Linked DNA regions of Bicyclus anynana: region 2 is linked to region 1. The links are chromatin contacts, called in public Hi-C maps. All regions are on one chromosome and are shown on one strand. The core of a region is the stretch at or near the end of the contact, and the rest is flanking DNA. Distances in the headings are between cores, read along the strand shown. Region 1 holds the start of LOC112058583 (protein winged eye). Region 2 overlaps LOC112058583 (protein winged eye).

Region 1 (2,700 bases), core at 7-2,506:
AACGATGTTTTTCCTTCACCGTTTGAGACACGTGATATTTAACTGAACTTAGAGGTGCATGCCCTGATCGGATTCGAACCTACGCCCTCCAAATCGAAGGCAGAGACATACTGTATCCTTTGGGCTATCACGTCTGTCTATTAAAGAGGTAAGGTTTGATTTTTCATGTGATTGTTTATTACAATTTAACACATGAACTACTTAATCGATATTACAAATTATTTTAGTAAGCAACGGATGAGACATTTTGTCAATTGATTTGATGCTTATTTTATAGGTTGATAATAGTAGACCAAAATAGTGAATAGGTCAACAGACCTATCCGAATACGAACACGACGTCAATTAGTTCTTCTCTTACTCGGATGTTCGGAAAAAGATGTGGCTTTGATATCCTAATACCACTGAAGTTGCAATGTAAGTCGTAGGATCGTGTATCTGACGAAACTCACCATACCTAGGATATATTTAGTATACGTTGAGGTTTGAGAGTCTACGGCTTTATACAAGCTTTGAAAGTTTGTCAGCCCGTAGTAGGAAGGCCTGGCGGTGTCAGTAAGAAGGCAAGTCTGGAGTTTGGAACGTGTCACCGTCTTGTACATATGTTTTCTGTGTCACCGTGGTGACTTTAGGAGTTAAATGTAGGACTTGATATGTGGGGACTTTAGTAGTAAATGGAATGCCCATCTTTGGCCCAGGCCTACCCTTACCGCGCAACTTAGGTACCTATATTAAAAAAAAATCTTGATAATTCTACTTTAATAATGAAATAATTACTTAATCAAAAAAAGTTTGCTACAACAGTTTGTACCTATTTGGACAATTTTCGATCTGGTGTCTTGAAACCTGCTACCTCCACGGTCCAATCTTCATAATTGGCTACTACACAGGTACAGCTAAGTAATTAGTTGAGTAGGTAGGTATATCTGGCTATTGCAGGATCTCAGTCTACATCTGTCATAATCGAGAATCGTTCCATAGACTACAAACTTGCGATGCTAGTAACCTCTGAGTCAAAAGGGTCGTGTCTATTTACGGTTTCTTAGGAAAAGCCTCGGCAAAGGCGAAACCTTATGCCTCGTAAGATAGACCGTTGCCTCGGTGGAAGAATGGCGGAATCCTTACAATGCAGGTTGTATACAAAACTTGTTTGACCAGAATCGAGAGAGAAAAAAAAGTGGCGGGCAAGTTCGCCTACAATAGCATTCCCGCGTCGGTCCCGCCCTCCGCCTCCCGCCCCGCCCGCGCCCCGCGGCCCCGCCGCCGTCAGTCCGCGACCAAACGCGACCGCGTGCGTGCAGCCTAATCATGTGGCTCAGAAAAAATCAACCATCTTACAAACTTAAAAAAAAATAAGTGACTCAAAGACAAACTCTTTTTTTTTAATTTTCGTTAGAGAAGACAATTCTCACTCTCTCATTATAATTTTTAGTTAAGAATAACTATAGTAGTAATAAACAAAAACGATTTCAATGAGTATACGTAAGTTATAAATTACGACAATCTATAAATTAATCGTGTGTAAAATAGAAGCTGTGCGAGGAGTCGCGGTGGTTTACGATTCGGTTATCGATTTTCAACGTCACTACTCCCGAACAGCTGTTTTGAGGATGCGAAAGGAACACGCTAGAACGCAACTGTTCGGTTGATTTTTTTCATTCAAGTTAATTTTTTTGCGATTAGGGATGTGTGAAATTGCCATATAAACGAATTTTGGAAGGTACAGACCCATTTTGTTGCAGTTTATATAATACATTAGTTCTTTTTTCAAAAAGTTTCGATTGCCAAGTGTAGTGTGGTGATTACCTACTTGATATAAAATCCAGTGAATCCTTTTATCCTGTCACTAAACAGTGCATAACAAGAAAATAAGTGATAAAAATAGTGTAGTGTTTGACAAAAAAGTTGTTTAATACTGTGCCATTATATTTGGATTCTATACGTGGATGTGGATTTAATCCTGTTGATAAGGTAAAGGTAGAGTTTAATACATAATATTTTTAGGCAATATGTAATAAAAACATCAATGCAACTTACGCCATGCATTTTTGGTTCCGACAGTAGGCCTAACGTAACGCGTTCACCGTCGTAGCGCCCGGTGAAAACTAAACTTCGTTGTAGGTAGTTTTACTGGGTATTCCTAAACTCTTGGTGAGGTTTACGATTGACTAGGCTGAAAATATTTCGATCTTTGCCTTTGTCAAAAAAAAGTAGAATTTAACCGACCTCAACTAGAAAATAACCGACCTCTATTTTTGAGAAGAGGACTTCCTGAAATCTAACCGCATGTGTGTTAGCTTATTTATTGTTATGTTACTCTAAACCTTTCAAAAATTAATTAATTACCATGAATTAATCAGGTTGATTTTGTCGGTTCATTCTTCAGAAATTATATTTAAGAAGGTAGGTATGTAGGTACACACATTTTAAAAGTTCAGCTCCAGACTTTCAATCCCGTCTAACCTTAGTTTTCTACCGTGCTTATCGGTATATCAGATATTTGTGAAAACAGATACAGGTGGATCTATAAAACAACGCGGACTTATAAAAGACAATATATACCTACCTATCGTATGCATTGTTTCATTAATTAAATCTTGAAAATGTAAAAAACGCTGCGTATACATTAAGTAGAACAAGAGCTTGCGATAGACACTTCGTTTGATGAAGGCTGAGACTTAAGCCATGCTTTAAACAAGCG
Region 2 (2,700 bases), core at 32-2,531, 99 kb after region 1:
ATCCACTGTTTTTTTAATATCTTCGGTATAGTATGTATGAAGAAACTTGTGCCATTTGCCAGTCATCACTTCGTCGCTTCATGGCAGCCCTTTGCCAGAGGGCTTTAACGTATCAATCAGTTCAACCTAAGCCGATTATATCCACATCTTAACAGTAGGACCTATACATGCAATAATTCGTTGGTCATATAGTGATTGACCCTTATAATTGTTTCTTGTTGATCTTCTGAATATGACCAAATATGAAGAAACAATCATACATTTAGATAAACACCGGCGTGTTGTTAGTCTGAAATTACGATAGACAAAAGATGTAATTAAGAACTATCCCTTTTGCCCTTTTGTATATGAGACCTTGCAATGTAGACTAATAAAATCGTTAAAAATATTAAAGTTAGACATTAAGTAAATTAATAAAAACTCGCAGTAATCGTATAGACGCAGTAGCAACAGCAACTGTACAAGCGTCTACAACTGTACAGTCGTGTACAGTGCGTGCACTATTCAACTGAAACGCTCTCGCCATATTATTTTCCGCACAAAATAAAGTGTTATATATTTTTAATGAGCGGCTGACTGCGAGTACGCGGCCCAATGCAGATATAAAACCTCATTGTTGTGATTGCAGAGACGGCCATGACGGTGGGCGTGGCCAACGTGCTCTGCGACGACCGCCCCGCCCCGCTGGCGTGGCCGACCCCCGCGCCCGCTCCCGCGCCGCCTCTCTGGCAGTACCCCGGTGAGTACCTCCTACGAATTCATGCGAGCCTGGTAACTGCGCGCCAACTGCATTGCGAGAGCGGCGTTTTAGCGTTGCCAGCGCTCCGCTCTAGTGAAATACCTCCTGCGGTGTCATGCCGCTTTGGTAGCGGCATTGCAACTGAGTTTGTCCGTTGGGCCTTTTTACTTGTGTTTTTTTTATTAACCCACTTTTATACACACACACTATCTAGTTGAGCTAGTTGCTAGTACCGGTAATATTAATTTGGAATGTTACGATTATTTAACGTATTTCTTTGTAACGGTTATTTTTTTGTAACGTTATTTTTTAAAATCGTAGGTGATTTGCATACGTTAAAATTTTATTGCGAACTACCTATATTAAGGAAAATAATAATTATAGCGTCCCAATTTATATTGGTCGCGAGCACGGCGTCGGTGAAAAGTGTCGTAACCCAAAATAACTTGAGCTGCGCGCACATTCGGGCGCAAGTATCGATATAGGCGCTCACGATGCGACCGGTCGTTGAAATGATGTAATCAGCTAACAGCCTCCCACCACTTTGGGTCTAATTTGTTTTTTTAAAAGGTCCAAATTCTCTTTTTGGGCCGACACTCGATCCCGTTTATTACGGCCACCGGTTTCTTTCATCGAATCGTTTTATTTTCGTTTCGTAATGAACTAGCCGAGTGCCCACGCCTGCGGTTATTTCGTGTACAATGACTTTGGTTTTTGTGTTTTATTTTTTGCATAAATCGTCGTTTTCTATGTTCGAGCAATTCAATAACGCCTCGTTAAGTTTTTGTCGCTTATTAGGCTGTTATGGAATACGTGGTTAGAATATAATGGGTACATTGTGGGAACGCGTTACTTTATGATTCGATCAATTGAAAAGTTGACAAGCTTTTTGCGTTTTTGCGAAATTTATTGAGTTACGTTTACTTACATACATCCTGCTTGATAGTAGATTGTCCTATCTGAGTCTATCGTCCTACCGTCAAATACTTTTTGCTTTAAGTGTTTCGAATATTCAACTAGCGGGCCCAGTCAAGCTTCGCTTCAGCTTATGTGCACTTCTTTCCTACCCCTACCCTACCCTACTCTCACCCTACATCTACCCTACCCTACTCCTACCCTACATCTACCCTAACCCTACAACACCTACTCTATATCTACCACTCTTAACGCACATTTGAGTTCTATAAACTACATATTTATATTTATTATTCAAACCATGTGCTGCTTCAAGCGATTTTAGTTAATATTTTCGTTAATATTTTTAGTTAATATTTTCCGCCATGAATTTTGCACGATCTTACTACCTGAGTAAAATCGTGCAAAATTCATGGCGGAAGCAGACAAAACTTGAGAAAAAAATTAAAATTTTAATAGTGTTGGCGAAGAAAATAAATGCGATATCCAACTTGAAGTAATTTATGCAATCATGAATATTCAATATCAATGTTTACTGTTCCTAGAATTAGTTGTAACTTAAAATATTTGATCGTTAAAAGGGAGCCGACGAGATGATCGCCTGGGGCGCTTTCAACATTTAATCCGGATTTGAGTTAGGTATGGATTTCATTAATTGCCAAATGGAAAGCCTCCAGATACAATTGCTGTACCATTGCACCTAAGATCTGTTGTGAGTTGTAGTAAAGTTGATGTTAAAGTAAAATTAGAAAAATATAATGTTGCTAAGAAAAATAGGAATTATGTAGGTACATACATAAAATTGAATAAAATAAAAATGTGTTGAATGTCATCTTCCCTTTATAAAGTTATTATTACCCTTGGAATTTAATCAAAATTTAGCCTCTATTCATCACTATCGTGACGAGAAAAATGATGGAAATATGGAGATGAGTACCTGCTGAGGGTATTTATAAAATCGCGTTTACATTCCACCGATTTATCAATCTTTCGTGTACCACGGGAAAATATATTTAGCTTGCCCCAAATCTTAAGAAAACCTTTAA

Evidence for each region. A called contact is a pair of places that touch in the nucleus more often than the background predicts.
Region 2: a contact with region 1 is called in a Hi-C map of whole body, with 3 times the contacts expected there. The contact joins the enhancer-like site here to the promoter of LOC112058583 in region 1. A contact is called at or near these places in 2 of 2 Hi-C or Micro-C datasets (whole body and whole larva).

The regions. Positions count from the first base shown.
Region 1 is chr11:16,745,793-16,748,492 of ilBicAnyn1.1, forward strand. It overlaps LOC112058583 (protein winged eye), which reads left to right and starts at 1,257. Exons shown (of 14, transcript XM_052884509.1): 1 at 1,257-1,970.
Region 2 is chr11:16,844,435-16,847,134 of ilBicAnyn1.1, forward strand. It overlaps LOC112058583 (protein winged eye), which reads left to right. Exons shown (of 14, transcript XM_052884509.1): 8 at 629-739. Among protein-coding and RNA genes, the nearest start is that of LOC112058582, 33 kb to the right of the region's middle. Within about 2 kb of position 1,282, at least 8 of the 8 cell types and tissues checked have open chromatin away from gene starts, as enhancers often do.